Regions from separate parts of the Acanthopagrus latus genome. Here region 1 is linked to region 2. A link is a contact called in public Hi-C data. All regions are on one chromosome and are shown on one strand. The core of a region is the stretch at or near the end of the contact, and the rest is flanking DNA. Distances in the headings are between cores, read along the strand shown.

What was found. Hi-C and Micro-C count contacts between places; a contact is called where the count stands out from the background.
Region 1: a contact with region 2 is called in a Hi-C map of muscle, with 2.5 times the contacts expected there. The contact joins the promoter of LOC119028864 here to the promoter of wdr18 in region 2. A contact is called at or near these places in 4 of 4 Hi-C or Micro-C datasets (liver and muscle).

The regions. Positions count from the first base shown.
Region 1 is chr11:196,418-200,314 of fAcaLat1.1, forward strand. It overlaps LOC119028864, which reads right to left and starts at 1,545. Exons shown (of 11, transcript XM_037115253.1): 1 at 1-1,545. tmem259 (membralin) reads right to left here. Exons shown (of 12, transcript XM_037115249.1): 12 at 2,521-3,897. The coding sequence ends at 3,638.
Region 2 is chr11:60,559-64,799 of fAcaLat1.1, forward strand. wdr18 (WD repeat-containing protein 18) reads left to right here and starts at 1,322. Exons shown (of 10, transcript XM_037114176.1): 1 at 1,322-1,600. The coding sequence starts at 1,391. LOC119028331 (ELAV-like protein 1) reads left to right here. Exons shown (of 8, transcript XM_037114177.1): 8 at 1-890. The coding sequence ends at 275.

The DNA of each region.
Region 1 (3,897 bases), core at 295-2,794, 140 kb after region 2:
CTGGTTGAGTGGTTCAAATCAATATATCTGAAGAGGTTACTGATGAACAAGAGCAGATAATTCTCAAACTGAGAATTTGTTTTATTAACAGAACTAACAAGACGTGTTAGAGAGACAGAGGACACATGGAGACATGGTCCATCCACATCAAATCCTTCATCTTGAGAATAACTGGTGCTGTAAACGGATCATGGGCCAGTCCTGGTTCTGTCTGTAGGACAGAAGCAAACAGGTGTGTCTGGTTTACCTGAGCTCAGTCAAGTCCACATCACCTCCTCAGGGATGTGTGTGAAAGTGAATACATCAGGCTTCAAAGCAGGAGACCTGACATCACACTGAAGAACTAGTCCTGGTTCTGGTTCTGCTTCAGTTTATGAAGCAAGATCAAAACACATCTGAAGGTTTATCTGGAGGACAACAGAAACAAACACATTCCGGCAGGTTTCCACATCCAAAGCATGATGACAGATATATTTCAGGAAAATAAGGAAACTGTGAGTCCTTTGTTAATGTCCCTGATCCCTGATTCTGGTTCTTTGTCTTCAGGAGAGGGGTGTGTGTGTGGCGCTGAGGTGATGTGGTGACTTGATGAAGGAAAATGTTCAACATGACGACCGACATCTGCTCAAAGCTCCGACAGCAGCAGACAGATGATGTCCTGCTCTGAGACACCAGCTGGACTCTGTAGGTGAAAACATTTGACACACATGTAGTGAAAAGACAACAATGTTGGTGGAGCAGCGAGCTGTCTGAGCTCACAGGACGGGACACACTACGTCTTCACATGATGAAAACTTACTAACTTTTGATAAATTGATGGACGTACTAAAAGCCACTCTGAGCTAAATGTCATCCTGTCAGTGATTCTGTGTTCTCACCAGTGTCACATTTCTCACTGGATTATTTTTAACATTTGTCATCAACATCCAGAAACCGTTAGGATCATTTACAGCATGTATTCATTCACACAATCACACCCGAAAGTCTAAGGTAAATTAAAAAATCCCTCTGGTAATGAGTGGAGAATCAACACTGAGCTTCAGTGTGAATGAAAAAAAATTTAATCAGTAAAAGTCCCGGCGGTGCGTCTGAGGTTTGACCTGAACATCTGGGAGGTCGTCACAGTTAAATTAGGCAGCGATATGAAAGAAACTGGTTTAATGAACCAGGCTGAGGTATAAATACCACCACTAATTATAAAACAAAATACACACAATTTAATGTAGCTTCAATATTAATTCAAATGCCTCAACCAGAAGTCACTGAGCTGGAGATTTACGACACTTCTTAGTATTTTTTAAAATCGTGTTTAAAAAAAGATACAAAATTAAACTTTATTTCACTGAAGAAAAAAAAAACCTTGGATCAAAAACTCACCACATAATATTTTGACTAAATCTCATTTAACTTAATGTCAAACCAACTTCTGGCTCACCATCATCAGCAATGATTAATAGGATTTTTAATCTAATCTTAATGACCTGGTTCATAATCAAAATGAACTCCCTGTTTCATTCATCTGTTTGAAGGAGAAAATAAGACATTCACACGGTTGTTGTGCCAACAGGCTGCTGTGCACTGCTTTTACTGGTTTTACTGGACAGTTAAATACAGTTTGATGAGTTTCAGATCAACTAATGAGGCTACAGTCATCCAGCAGAGAGGCACGAAGAACAAAACAACCAAACCCCCCCCCCAACAACCCCCCAAACCCCAGTCTGGTGATGTCACACTTCAGGCTCCGCCCCCTACGCGACACCAACTGAAAAAGACCCCAACACACAGAAAAACGTGACGAGGAGGCGTCTGTCCAATCGCCTGGTGAACGCTGCGTTCAGGTGACTCGTGTCAGCTGAATAAACTCAGTCAATACCCATTAAATTCATTGAATACTAATCAAACACACACCTGAATGATTTTGTTAATCGATCATTTTCCTGCGAAGATAAAAACGTTTCACTGAAATGTCTGTTGTGTTTATACAGAAATTATTTCTGAAAGAAAGACGGACAAATTCTTAATGATTATGATCATTATGTTATGATAATTATTTTTGTTCTTACTATTATTGATTATCAATATTTATATATTTGGGATATTATTGACAACATTTTATTGATTTGTTACTATTTCTGTTGTTTAACTTTCAATTCTGTGATGTTTAAATACTTGCAATTATCTCAATCATTCAGTCAGACGAGCTGGGAGGGTTTCCTGTGTCTGAGGTCGGCAGCTCCATAGAGACAACGCTGACATTTATGAGCTGACGAGGAGCACCTGAAAGCACCTTCAGTCCCCTGAGAGCATCACAGTGAAAGGCCTGTCCCTCTGTTGAAGGCAGAGTCTGACGTGTGACACAGCTGGCATCATATTGCACAACCAATCAGCTTGCTGGGCTGCTGACAGTCTGAGGATTATTGATAAGGCATCCATTCTGAATGGAAGTCAATCAGTCCAACCACCGCCATGCTCCAAAACTAGTTCCTGTTCTCAGAGTCTGTTTCTTCAAAATAAAAGCAGATGGAAACAGAAAATAACAGTTCAGAGTTCATGCTTCAGTCTGTCAGAACGTGATCAGGCTGATCAATAACTCATCAATAACTGATAAAAATGATCAATAAAATAAGTTTCAGTGTTCAGCTTGTGTTAAGAAATTCAGACTTGTTTTTACCATCATGTGAGTCTGTGCGCGACACACACACACACACAAAAGGAAATAGTGCTTCTGTTGGGTACTATTTTCAGGGCAAATGAATCCACATTTGGTGCTCTGGTGAGTGTTTGTGGCAGCAGGACATTGTGATTTTGTGTGTGTGTGTGTGTGTGTGTGTGTGTGTGTGTGTGTGTGTGTGTGTGTGTGTGAGCTCGTAAGTGGTGACACACAGGACCTGAGGACGGTGTCAGGAGAACATTGAGTGAATGTTAAATAGAGACAAGCTTCAGGTGATGAAGACAAATTGTGATGCGTTCACTGACTGTCATGTCTGAAGAGATTTATTATTTCAGATTCACAGAGATTCTGAAAAAAAACAAAACTTGTTTGACCTCCAAATATTCTGATCAAATTCACATCAGTTTCAGTTTGTTACTTTGTTCCTGTGACAGACGTTTAGAATCTGGTGTGTGGAAGATGACGCGTTGACTGACAGACCGACGGACAATGACTGAAACACGCCGTGATGCGGCTAAACAGTCGTGATCATGTTACACCCGTAATGCGACACGGACGCACCCGGTGTAATCTGACAGCAACCGTATGTTGTAGGATCTGATCGGAAAAGCGATCCATCATGTCTTTTTTCTTGTTTCCTGTCAGTGAACTGAGTCTCAGCTGTTGTGTTGGGGTCACTAAACTGAACGGGACTCAGATTAACTGAATGATCCTTGACTGGATGAACCAATCAGAGTCTCGGTTATAATTTGAACACATGAAAAATTGCTGTTATTTAATGTTTGGACCCTAAAATTCTTCCTGTGACCACCTGTATTGTCAACCCTCAGGTTGGGAAACACTGAACTAAACAATTAATCAGGCATTTGTTTAAAATAAAGATGTGGATGAGCCGATTACTAATCAATCACAGCTGATCAGCTGACAGACTGAAGCACCTGTCGGACAAGTGATGACGTCAGACTCTCAGGACGGCCTCTGCTGCTCTGCTCTGCAGTCTATACCTGACCTCTGTGGGAGGGGGCAGTCTGTCTGTGGGGGGGCCACCTCCAAGAGCCCCCCCTCCAAGGGCACAGCCTCAGCCGGCTGCAGCCCTCTGATTGGAGGGCTGGATGGAGGATCACTTCCTCCTGCTGAAGGTTTAATTTCTACTGAAACGACTTTCTGATCCTTTTCACTTCCTTCTGCTTCTCCTCCTCTTCCTCCTCCGCCTCCTCCTCCTGCTG
Region 2 (4,241 bases), core at 72-2,571:
TCTCTGGGAACGCATCCAGCGGTTGGTGCATCTTTATCTATAATCTGGGTCAGGATGCGGACGAGGCCATCCTGTGGCAGATGTTCGGGCCATTCGGCGCCGTCGTCAATGTGAAGGTGATCCGAGACTTCAATACCAACAAGTGCAAAGGTTTCGGCTTCGTTACCATGACAAACTACGAGGAGGCTGCCATGGCGATCCACAGCTTGAATGGGTACCGACTGGGAGACAAAGTCCTGCAAGTCTCCTTCAAGACCAGCAAGGGACACAAGTAGAGAGTAGAGCAGGAAGGAGTGTTGAGTCTCTAACGAGGAAACGAGTCAGACAAGTTTTGTTTTGTTTTTTTTTGTAGTAGTCAGTCGAGCCGAACAGTTTCAGGAAATTGAGTTTTTGCGTTTGTGTTGATGTAAGTTTATTTTTTTCCCAGCATGCTCAGTTTCTTTCAGGCTGTACGAAATCACTTGTTCACGTTGATGACATCAGTAGAGTTTGGATTGTGGTCCATGTGTTTGAAACTACAGAAACATGTGGAGTCACTGTAGGTTGTTTGTTTTAAACAAAGAGAAGCAGTTTGTTCTTCTGCAGATGTTATTAACATATATCACATATATAATTATTAAAGCTTTATGTCACATATTTGGATTATGTAAAACAAAAGAGTTAAACTCTCTATCAGGTGACTGATACTGATTTCTCAGCCAATCTGCAAAGAGGAGGCAGGGCTTGCAGTTTCTTTTTGAGCAGAGATTTTATTTTTTTTAAACAGCTTCCTGACGTACAGAAACTTCTTGCGTACTGACCCTTTTTTCATTTGTATTTAGTTTCTGAATTGCAGCTGATTGTGATGTGGAACTGGTTGTTCATTAATAAATCTGTTTATGGAAAACTTCTGTCTACTTTTGTTCCTTTTAAGTTTTCTGAGAAGTATCATGTACAAACATTAAAATGAGAAAATATAATGAATAGATTTTGATGGAAAAAATAGAAACAAAGCAAGAACTGACTGAAAAAACTCTGGTTAAAAAACTAAATGGGAAGACATTTTGACTAAATCACTAACAATCCCTGATGAAAAGCATTTAATTTAGTAGTTTAAAGTCCAGTGAGAAAAAAATTTAAGTTAAAAAATTTAGTTGATAAGTTTTAAAGATGGCGGTTAATGAATCCGTGAGTTTGACTGACATCATCATTCCTTAGAGATTCTCGACACATGATTTATCGGCGTCCAGTCCACTCAGCCCGTCTGTCCCACATTAACCAGTTCTGTCACCAGGACCTCGCTCCTACATCTCCCATCATGCACCCTGTCCAGGAAGTGACGTCACTGTGCTGCTTACAGCCCGCCGGCTCCCCGCGTGTGTATTGTGCGGTGTGTTGTTGTGGAGCCAACATGGCGGCTCCTCTGGAGGTAATTGTGAGCAGTGATTCCGGCTCTCAACTGTGGAACAGCACCGTGTTCGACCTGCACAGCGGCTCCAGTCTGCTCTCCTACCGCGGAGGGAACAGCTCCGCCCGGGGACTGACCGTCCTCGGCGGCCAGTACCTGCTGTCGGCCCAGCAGGGCAAGAACTTCATCAACGTGTGGGAGATCCAGAGAAAGGTACGGGCTGGCACATCTAAACACATCTGAACACACCTGCTGCATGTCGCCTCACTGACACACTCTCACTGCGGCGACAGGTGGCCTAACCCTAACCTAACCTAACCAGAACCACCGAACATCACCGAACTCTTTATGCAGACACTGAAATTGGACTCTGCTCCTCTGCAGAGACAGAACCGAAATGTCAGACTTAAAATCTGACCTGACTCAACAAAATTTTATTTTAACTTCGTTTAAAACTGATCTGTTGTCATGAATCCAGTTCGGCTCGCCGAAATACGAAGAATTACTGTAGTTCTGTGTAGTATTACAGTGGTTCTGTGTAGTATTACTGTAGTTTTGTGTAGTTTTACTGTAGTTCTGCAGTATTATTGTAGTTCTGTGTAGTATTACTGTAGTTATATAATATTACTGTAGTTATATAGTATTCCTGTAGTTCTCTGCGAAGCTGTGAGTGGATAACACTGTTCGCCATGCTCTGAGATCCTGCACCGCTGCCTATAACGCGGGACTGTTAACCGGCAATATTGAGGAATACAAAGCTGCCTCTTACAACGTTCGCAGGGCACTTAGGGAGGCTAAACGGCGATATGGGAGGAAGCTGGAGTAGCAGGGGGCTATGGCAAGGAATATGGATTATCATGGACTACAAACCAGACCGCGCTCCTCTGATGAACGCTGACAAATCTCTCGCCGACGAATTAAACAAATTTTATGCCCGCTTTGATGCGACTGGCCAATGAGCTGATGTAATTACCGGTGCCATAGCCCCCTGCTACTCCAGCTTCCTCCCATATCGCCGTTTAGCCTCCCTAAGTGCCCTGCGAACGTTGTAAGAGGCAGCCTTGTATTCAGCAAGTGTTATTCCTACACAGTTAAAGTGGCCTATAACATAATCTTACTGATACGAACATACATTGATCATGTTTTTGGTGCATAGACACTGTGGTCACAAACTGACCTGCCACCTTCTGTGTCCAAAAGGTGTCTGTGCTTATGCTAAAAGGTTAGGCTGTAAGTAAAACTGTAGTTAGTCTGGTGTAGTGGGTTGGTGGACTTTTTTCCCTCACTGAGTCTAAGTTCGAGTCCCATGTTTTATTTATTTATTTTTTTGTTTTGTTTAAAAGGGTTCCATTGTTCTTCTGTGTGAGGAATATTTACTCAAATAGACAGTAAAGACGAGTAAGTGCATTTCATAAAGGTTATGCTTATTTGTGTTATAAATCATCACCGTACAGACACGGTGAACAGACGCTGCGGTCACAAGTTGATCTGGCCTTCTTCTGCGACCCAGAGGTGTCTGTGTGTCCGCTGTGAAGAGAGAAATAGGTCATACCGCAATGTACCCGCGTGATTTGATTGGCAGAGTGGTTTGGCTGCCGCGATTGTGTTTTTGTCCCTCAGTGAATGTAAGTTCAAGTCCCGTAATTCTTTTTTTTTTTTTTAAACTTTTATTTTATTTACAAGGTTTATAGTTCCCTTGTGTGATGCGTGTTTACAGGGAGACAGGGAGAAGTCACGAGTACGTGTTTTTAATAAAGGTTTATTAGAGATAGAAACATTCACAGGAAGAGCAGCTCTCCATTTTCCTGTTTACAACGTCCTCCGTAACAACCAGCAACTTAGATACAGCGACTGAGGGTCAGACACGTTTAATCAAACAGCAGACCGAACACGTATCAGGTGTGTTTTGACCAGAGAAAACCTGAACAAAGAGGCAGATCTGAGGGCAGCTACGTCTTCTCTTCCCGTTTTCAACATCTGTTGTAGCCACGGTGACCACAGACGCATTCGGCTGACGGTTGCCAGTTAACACAGCCCCGCGTTAATCCGAAACACCGGCAGAGAGGAGACGGCACTCACCGTGACGGAGCACGACGTGAGGAGGACACTTAGGAGAGTGAATCCCAGGAAGGCAGCAGGTCTAGATGGGGTCACAGGTCGTGTCGTTAAGGCCTGTGTTAACCAGCTGGCACCTGTCCTGACGTTAATATTCAATCTGTCCCTCTCTCAGTGCATTGTCCCAAACTTTCAAACACTCTGTTATAGTTCCTGTGCCCAAGAAACCCCAGCCCAGCTGTCTGAATGACTATCGCCCCATAGCTAGGGCCCTATGATTTCCGCAATCACGGAATCATGAACGGAATCGCGGAATTGGCTGATTAAAACGGAATCTACTTTTTAACGTAGAATATCGCTGAATTTGACATGATTTCACTGACATGCCGTTTTCGCATGGAAGTGGAACGCATGTGTAGGGAAAACTGCACTGAGGGAAGCAAATCTGGGTGGCACAAAAAGTAGCCGCTGCCGTAGACAATATATACGTAGACACCTCATATACTGACGCTGCCTATTGGAGCTAAGGTATCAGCACGGCCTCCATCTTGGATGGGTCCCCAATGCCCCGCATTTATTTCTACTGAGCAAGGTGTATCCACAACTACAATAATCATAACCTCCCGAATTTTTACCGGATTTTTTTTACAAACGGCAGAGATTTAGCTATGATACAGGGCGCTGTCACAAAAAATATTAAAAAGAAATAAAAAAAATTTTTTGTGAAAGGTAACCCCCCACGATCTGGTAACAATACCGCGCCGGTTATTGCAACCATGAACTGCACAAAATATGGTCA